Regions from separate parts of the Macaca mulatta genome. Here region 2 is linked to region 1. A link is a contact called in public Hi-C data. All regions are on one chromosome and are shown on one strand. The core of a region is the stretch at or near the end of the contact, and the rest is flanking DNA. Distances in the headings are between cores, read along the strand shown. Region 1 overlaps LOC106999827 (a long non-coding RNA gene). Region 2 has its middle 84 kb from the start of PLPPR4.

Evidence for each region. Hi-C and Micro-C count contacts between places; a contact is called where the count stands out from the background.
Region 2: a Hi-C map of fetal cortical plate shows a contact between it and region 1, with 2.8 times the contacts expected there. The contact joins two enhancer-like sites. A contact is called at or near these places in 6 of 14 Hi-C or Micro-C datasets (CD4 T cells, cortical neurons, fetal cortex germinal zone and 3 more).

Annotation. Positions count from the first base shown.
Region 1 is chr1:140,805,518-140,809,920 of T2T-MMU8v2.0, reverse strand. It overlaps LOC106999827 (a long non-coding RNA gene), which reads right to left. Exons shown (of 3, transcript XR_013400578.1): 3 at 4,247-4,403. Among named protein-coding and RNA genes, the nearest start is that of PLPPR4, 180 kb to the left of the region's middle. Within about 2 kb of position 1,615, at least 7 of the 40 cell types and tissues checked have an H3K27ac peak or open chromatin away from gene starts, as enhancers often do. A contact at or near this core is called in fetal cortical plate, where this site is marked.
Region 2 is chr1:141,068,009-141,072,841 of T2T-MMU8v2.0, reverse strand. No RefSeq gene overlaps it. Among named protein-coding and RNA genes, the nearest start is that of PLPPR4, 84 kb to the right of the region's middle. Within about 2 kb of position 2,516, at least 16 of the 40 cell types and tissues checked have an H3K27ac peak or open chromatin away from gene starts, as enhancers often do. A contact at or near this core is called in fetal cortical plate, where this site is marked.

The sequences.
Region 1 (4,403 bases), core at 366-2,865:
ACCTCAAATGATAACAGTAGGCAGTTATCCCCCAAAAGAAAATCAGTGTGCTTTACTGAAAAGAATAAAAAGAGGGAAAATAGAATTTGATTTCATTTGGGCAACAAATATAAAGAGGTCTTTGTATTATGACAGTGCTATTTTGTAAAGGATGGTATGTTTAGCTATCTGTTGGAAAACAGTGAATAGAATTGCTAGCATTGCTAAGTGTCTTATCTAATTTTTACAACTTTGTGATAGCCAATGCTGTTCTTGTTCTACAAATGAGAAAACTGAGGTTTGGAGATATTTAGTAACTTACCAACCACCTCCGAACTAATGAGAAACAATGTCAGTTATGGAACCCAGCGTTTCTGACTCTGAAGTCCAACTTATTTTCCCTCACCATGAGGCTCAGCACTGCTGCCATTGAGAGACGGTAACTAAATGGGGTAATATTGAATATAGTAAACATTGATTGCAGGTGGCACAGGAAAGATATTAAACTGTTTGTGAGTTGAGGGCATTATACTTTCCTTGATATCTGTCACATTCTAAACCATACCTGCAGCCACTAGCCTGGTCCAGAAAGAATTTTTTTTAACTCCTTTGAATTGAAAGAAACTCTTCTTATAATCCAGGGAGTTCACAGAAATTAGTATTGCATTATATTTTTGCATCACATAATTTCCCTTTTTTTTTTTTGAGACAGAGTCTCCCTTTGTCACCCAGGCTGGAGTGCAGTTGCGTGATCTCCGCTCACTGCAAGCTGCGCCTCCCGGGTTCACGCCATTCTCCTGCCTCAGCCTCCCTGGTAGCTGGGACTACAGGTGCCACCACACTCGGCTAATTTTTTGTATTTTATTTTATTTTATTTTATTTTTTTTTTTTGTAGAGGCAGGGTTTCACCATGTTAGCCAGGATGGTCTCGATCTCCTGACCTCGTGATCCGTCCTCCTCAGCCTCCTAAAGTGTTGGGATTACAGGCGTGAGCCACCGTGCCCAGACCACATAATTTCCCTTTGATGTCTAAAAAATATGTCCATTTTGATTCATAATAGAATCATGTATATAGAAAATACAAAATTAGTCTTTCAATTAAAATTGCCTTTCATTTTTAGCCAACTTTCTGGAAACCTTTTTTAAGGTGTAAATGAAGATGTGCATGTAACACAAAAAATGTTGTTCTATTCAAAGATGCAGATCTTTCTTGCTTTGCTTCTCTGCATAGATGCTCTGAAAACATGCGGTCTATCTCAATGCTTTGAACTCTTTCTTGGAATTAAATAATTTCCATGGAAACTGGGGCTAAAGAGAACACTTGACAGCTCATTAAATAATACGCCACTTAAACAAGACTTTTTAAATTTCCCTTGTTAGACAATCAATGACTACCAGTATTTATATTCCTTAATGATGCAACTTCTCGACAAGCCTGGAAAATGATGTCTGATTAATCCACAGAGGTTTCTTCTGATATAGAAGGCAAAATCTAAGCTTAAAAAGAGATTCCTTGCAGCACAGATGAGGCAGAAAAGGAATCCAAATGTTTCCAAAGCAACTCAGCCTTTTAGCCACAAAGGAAAATCCTGTACTGACATTCCAGAATTTTTCTTTGTCTTGGTAATTTTCCAGCATGTGTTTTTACTCTTCCAAATGCCACATCAGAACCACAGATGGCAGCATGATTTAAGCAGGTTTGAGCTTCTTTGCTTTTTAATCCAAATCCTAAATTAGATGGAAGTTGATACTAACCTCCCAGCTTCCCTCACCCCTGTCTCCTCCTTCCCGCTCCTGGTTGTTTTCATCTCATTGAGCTTTCAATTGCTTGACCCTATTATTATTTTTTACCAGCACAATAAAAGCACCAGAGTCTTAGTATTATCAATACCATTTCCCAGCATCTCAAGTGCTTTCTTTCTTGTTTCAATTTGTATTTTCAAATCTAAACTAATTGAGGTTATCAGAGGAATGCTGGGTAGCTGGCTGTGCCCATTTGCAAAGGTAGATGTAATGTTCATGGTAGGACTGAGCTTGAGGTTTAAAAATAAAATATTATACTTTAGGCTGTTTCTGCATCATGCAAAATATTCCTCCAATATCTAAACATTTGGCCTAGAATTTTTTTCCATTTTTCACTTTTTATCTAGAGCCTAGATTTGGTTTTGAGGTGAACTTGAACCTTGAAATGACAAATGTCATATACATTTCCTATATTAAGATTTAAAGATGTTAAATTTCAACCACTATGGAAATATTAATTCCTACCAAGATATGAATATCATACATTATTTTAAACTGTTAACTTTGTTTTATGAATGAATTTTTAAAATTGTGAATGTCTACAATGTAAAATTGTTCTGAGAATTTGGGGACTACAAAGATGAGCATAAATGGATCTGCATTCAAGTTACTGTGTATATCACTCTGTTTAACTGGTTGACCCAAACTGAATTTTTTTATAGTACAGGCTACTTTGTTGTACAAAGATCTCTGCTGCAATGCCATTAATTCAACTCGTGTTTTGTTTGCCTGCTATACCATACAATTATGGGCTTAGTTTAATAAATTAGCTCATTCAACATATATAAGCACCTACTAAGTGCCAGGCACTGTACAAGGCACTGGGGATAGAAAGCTATCTCCTTACTCTTGAGATGTATACAGTCTAGACAAGGCCATCCAAATAAATCCATAAGTATAATGCAGTATGGAATGAGCTATGGAAGCACACAGTGTCCTGGGGGCACTGAAGAGGGGCCCCTGCACTTATATTTTTATATTTCTCTCTCCTTATGTTCCAAAGTTCAGACCACTTCCTTCTAACTCATTTCTCTCTAACACAGATCTCTTAGTACTGTAAAAAAACTAGCCCTTGCAAAAAAGCACATAATCAGAAAGACTTCTAAAGCTGGCTCCAGCACTGACAAGCTGTGTATCCTCGAGCAAATCATTTTAACTTCTCTGAGTCTGTAATTTCTCCCTCTAGTATGTGGATATGTTGATAATGTTGCATATACTTGATAGAGGAGTGAAGGGAGATATGTAGATATGTAAAATGCCTAGGAAAGTGCCTGAGCATAATAAATGTGTACTGTCCTACATACAGCTAGTTTAAATTTTCTTGCCGGACATATCTCATCTCTGGCCCTGGTAATGAGCCTGACTTATCATGGTAACAGCTCACACTTACTGAGCATTTACAATGAACCAACCATCCCAGGCATACTGTCTCAGTCCATCCTCACAACAATTCATTGAGTAGATATAGCCAGCCAAGTTATCTAATCTATGGCTCCCATTGTCACCAGCACATTGTTCGTCCAGAACATTCCTGACAATAATTATGAAGCAGTCTAGTCTCTCCATCACTTTCTGGATCACAAAGCTTGTTACACATTTGCATCCTGACAGATCTGAACTGCCCCCTGACTGAACTTTACTACCCATTACCCCCAATTTGAGGCCTTTTGCTCCACTGGTGTTATATTGGAAAGAAGAGCTGCCAGGCCCAAGGTCATAAAGAAGACCATACTGCTGGGAACAATAGGCTTCCTTCTCTACACTCTTTTCTTGTTTCTATTTCAAACTGTCCCCCTGGCCAAATGCTTCCCAACTATTGCAACCAGCCTTGCAATCAGATCGTGACAAAATGCTGCCGGCTGGGATAGGCACATAGAAGCCCTTTAACTCTTTTCTGTCTGCGATTTGAAATTTATACTTGCCACCTCAGAAGAAGAAAACTTGCCTTTTAATTATACTACAAGGTAGAGTAAGATAAGCATCATTAAGAAAAATACAAAATGCTTCAAGAGCACAGATCTCACGGGCTCTCAAGGCACCCACACCTGCCTCCTCTCAATGTCTTTCCTTAGCCATTTGACAAGGAGTTTTAGCAAAGAGACCCTGACAAACTGCCAATAATCTCTTATTTGTTATCTACCTGTTTTGCTTACCGAAGCAGCTAGTCTATTCCCGTTCCCTTTTCCTTTGGGGAAAAGCTATAGTTTGATAAATGCTAAGCTTCTACCGTGATTCTGTGCATGAAGGAAATAAAAGGCTGGCTAGAAATTTCCTGGATTCTTCATCTGGGTCAAGCTTTGTGATAAAGCTTATGCCATAAACCAAATGGCTATTTTTATAATGACAATTCTTGGAAGGTAGAAGGCAGGGAGGTAGGGAGGTGGCAAACTCAGCAACTAATCATGATCATTACAATTCAAAGATGTAAAGACCTTTCTGACCAACATATATCCATTCAGTTCCCAGTTCCAGGTGGAGGATGTGCTTGGAGGGGTCGACACTTGTGGGGGTGTGCAGACCTAGCTGTCTTCACGGTAACTTGATGGAACATCCATTGTTTATGTTAATAATTTATGAACCCAGTGTATTTGAAACTAAGGGAGAACTTAATATCTTATCAG
Region 2 (4,833 bases), core at 1,267-3,766, 260 kb before region 1:
GATCTACTAGCCAATACGCCTCTAATGTAAAAGAAGATTGGTAACACCATCTGCTTATTCCTACCTCCACTGACAGCACTGGGGCACCCACCCCTGCTTGACCACACTGCCCACCTGTCCATGCTCCTGAATTATCCGTACCTCTCACTGTTATCTCTTATCATAATAATCATTGATTTATGTATTGAACTCTGTCACAAGTCTACTTGAGTTCCAGGACAATATCTTCTTTATTTTTGCTTTCATACCACATTTTGGTTAGCAAGAATTAACAAGGATGATTTAAAAAAAATAAGGGTGTGCTAATATTTCCAACTGTCCTATAAAATGATTTTTGTTAAACCTATTTAACAGATGAAGAAATCAAAATTCTAAGATCAAGATCTCTTGGCTTGAAATAGCCATGCTATTGGAAACCAGATCTGAATCCGAAGCTGTGTTTTCTTCACTATAATGACCCACACACATGCTTGGGGTTGTTTGTGTATTTACTGACTGAAGAGAGACTGTGAAAATTCCACCAAGAGACATAACTGAGTGTTTTCAATACATATATGGGCTAAGGGGAGATTCTTTTTGCAATAAGTCAAGTATTCAAATGAGGATTGTTCCCTTCAAATAGTTTTGGTCTGTGTTTTTTGTTTTCAATAATGTTAAATATTTTTTTTCAAATTGATTTTGTAACTTCTCTCTTATAACTATTTTTGTGGAAAACTTTAAAAATTTTATGAGCACTAAGAATAACAATATTATACAATGAAAGTGTATCATAAGGAGAATTACCTGGTCAGGGGCTGGGTTAAAGCGTCCTTCAAAGGGAGATACCTGAACTGAGAACCAGAGGATGAGTCAGTGTTAACCAGGTGGAAAAGGTGAGGAAAGAATGTTATTCCAGGCAGACGAAACCATTTGCAAAGGCCCTGTAGCAGGGGACACCATCCTACTGAGGAGGAATAAAAAGAATAAAGGTAAGGGGATGCAGAATGGTTCAGGACAGGCTGAAAAGTAAAAGGCAGACAATTCATTAATTTCATAAATATTTATGGGAAACCTACCACACCCCTGCTAGTAATGTAGGTACAGAGGAATAAAAAAGGAATAAAACATTTTTCTCTCAAGGAAATTCTTAATCTGGCAAAAGATGGCTACACACACACACACACACACACACACACACACACACACACACACGCTTACCTCTAGATATAATGTAACAGAAGCGGTATTGTAACAGTAGAAAGAACAAAAGACTGTGGGAGCACAATAGAAGGAGAAATTAATTGTGATTAAGGAAATATCAAAAGAAGGGATTGACCAATATTTGACTGGGTAGTTGACATGTGAGCTGATCCTTCAAGGTATTCCAAGCAACAGCATGAAGAGAAGCACCAGGTGTAAACAGTGGCCAGAAGTCTATTAAATAATAATTTCTTTGATGGATCAGTTTATTTATTTTAAATATCAGAGGAGGTTCCATTCTCTGCAGAAAGTAGAATTAAACTAGAAAGGAGTAACAAAAAGATAAACAGAAAAAAAACCCTTAATAATTGCTATCAGGTATATAGGTGTTAAAACATGGTTGAGAAAGCAAGTAATCACAATGAAAATTAGAAAATGTTTGGAAATAAATGATAACATATCCAAATATGTAGGATGCAACTAAAGTCATGCACAGGTAAAATGTACAAGCTTATATGCATATATTAGAAAAAAATATTGAATATCAACACTCTACATATCTATCTGAAGAAGCTATGAGAAAAGCAAATTAATCCAATTAAAGTTGAAGAAAAAGATAATGACACACGCAGAAGCCCAGTGAAGAGAAAACAAACATAAAATTAATAAAGAAGACCAAAAGTTGGTCCTTCAAAAATATAACACAATTTATAATCCCCAAGGTCAAGAAAAAAAGAGAAGTCAAAAAGTTCAGAAATAAAAAATGGGATATTACTTTAGATTCTATAAATGTTAAAATATAATAGATATAAACAATGTTATGTCAGTAATTTCAATATTTAAATGAAATAAGCAAATACCCTTAAAATATTATTTTTTAAAATAACGCAATAAGAATGGGAAATCAAAATTGTTCTATATCTTAACGAAAAATGAAATGAAGAATCTATTTATAGAGGTAGATATTCTTATTCTCTTTTCTTTCTGCTTCCTACTAGCCAAGAGGTAACAATGTTTACTATCTCTCAGCATTTCTCAATTGCCGCCACTAGGTGGCAAACGTTTCCAAACGATTACAGGAGCCTGCAGTGACTATCACAGTTTGTTGGACACCGTTTTTTGTGCTCTCCAGCAATCACAAACAGAATATTCTAAAACAGTCTCATTATTGTCATTATAAGCACTCTCACTGTTTTCGTAACACAAAAGATAGCAACAGGAACAAAATTGCCCTGAAAAAAATCTAAACACAGGTTTTATTGGAAGAAATTGAAATCCTACTCTAACAATAGAACCTTCCACTTCAGGCTCAGAACAAGGCCAGCGAAGTGGAGCAGACCTATCACAGATTCCCATCTCCATGACAACCTTTTCAGTTCCATGCACAATTAAAGCTACAGTATCAGTTTTTTTCAGGGAAAACAAAATCTGAGTCCTGGCTGGTCTTCATTTTTTATAATAGATTTGAGAAATTAAATTGATTCTCATTAGTGCAGCTGAATTAGTGGGTACTAATAATTCATTACATAAGCAGCCCTAATTCACTTCTCCAAAAGCAAATGAAAATATATATTTTGTGTGGTTTAATGTACTATCATTATCACTATCCTTTTTAGCTTTCTTTGACAACAACTCTTTTGTGCCAGGCATTCTCGAAAATCCTGGCTTAATTCCCTTAGGCTATACTTGTGGATAAAAAAAAAAAAAATCTGTTCATTTCATTAGCAATTAGATTTCAGCCAGATGGTCTGGAAAGTGTTGGGGCTCCCTCAGAATCCTCGAATAACCTTTTCTCCAGACCCCGTGCTTCTTTTCGTCTTCTGAAGACATTTCTGGAGTTTTTAGTTGTTACTGAAAAAAATGGGTAGAGCTCAGATTTCTGCTGCCCTGAAAGAGATTGTTCAGAAATTTTGGAGAGTTAAAATATATATATTCAAAGTGTTAAAAAATGCAACTTGTCAAGAAAATTTAGTGGATCAAGAGTTTAGCGTACGGAGAACAAATGATTGGTGGAGGAATTTACAACTTAATAACATTTTCAAGTACCATATATATGAAGGTATTTAAAATAGAGTGACCAGATATATTTTTTCTTTTTAAAAAATTACTAAACATAGAAAAATGGGACGTGAGTTTTCATGTTATTTCCTATAAGCAATAAAATGAAAACCTAGTTGAATTTAAGACATTTCTGAGATTGCTAAGAATGGAATCAAAGTGGTAATACATTACCAAGAGTTATCATAGAATACTATGCCATGAAAATTGTAAGCATATATTATTTTCCTCCTTCTAGAAATGTGCAAGTATAGCCTCCCTTAAATCAGAGGGCTGAGGCAGGTGACTCTTCATGAACCCTTTCATTACTAGCATCCCATGATTTTTATAAGTAAGAAATGTAGCTACTATGGCACTGTTGCTTCACTCATTTTAACCATCTCTAACATCTTGTGATGATGGCTGGGACAAATAAAGCAGCCAGTTTGCAATCCAGCTTACCTGTGGATAGATGGTGTCATTGCTTGAAGAAAGTATGATTATTATTACCTTTTTGCATGGTCAAATTGAGACAAAGAGAAGTTAAGTGTCTTTCCCAGCACTAAGTCCAATAGAGATGACGTGTTTTCTGCCTGTCCAGCATGCCTTTGGTCAACTGCATTTACTTCATTCTTGTCTGGAAATGAATGGGGCTGGCTCAACAGTGGACATAAAATGGATGCCTAGATAAAGAGAAACCTCTGTCTCCTCTCCAAGTGATACACTGAGGAATGGGCATAGGACATAGCTTTGCCAAAGAAAATTGTTTCCTCCCAGAAAACTCTGAAGCTATTGAGAAAGAGATCATTTCTTTTCTTCTTTTTCTTTTCTTTCTTTCTTTCTTTCTTTTTTTTTTCTTTTCTTTTCTTTTTCTTTTTTTTTTTTTTTGAGACGGAATCGTGCTCTGTTGCCCGGCCTGGAGTGCAATGGTGCAATCTCAGCTCACTGAACCCTCCCCCTCCCAGGTTCAAGGGATTCTCCTGCCTCAGCCCAGCCTCCCAAGTAGCTGGGATTACAGAAGCATGCCACCACGCCCAGCTAATTTATTTTTTATTTTTTATTTTTAGGAGAGATGAGGGTTCACCATGTTGGCAAGGTTGGTCTCAAACTCCTGACCTCAGGTGATCCACCCGCCTCAGCCTCCCAAAGTGCTGGGATTACAGGCGTGAGCCAGCACGCCTGGCCAGAGGTAACTTCTTTTTGCTTGTGGGGCAAACATAAACCTGAAATTATTGTCGTCTTATCGGGAGAGCTTTTCAAAATGAAGCCAACACAGATAAAGGGAAGAAAACATAGCTTACACAAACAATATTTAACATATAGATTTAACACATGGAGACATAGAGATCTGCTTGGATTTTTAACTGTAAGGTCGAGAAAGAGAAAATACCTCTAATGTTATTGTATAAGCTCCTTATAGCTAGAACCTGACAAACTCATCCAGATCTTTGTCAGTTGTAAGCATGGGGATTTAAAAAATACTAATTTTGCTTTTAAATTATCATGTAGTCACAGACTTTCTTGTACAGGTCTTTGAAGTTTGATACTTTTATAGATTTAAGTAACTGCCACCATTATCAGGATATGAAAAGAGTTCCTTCTATCACCTCAGACTCC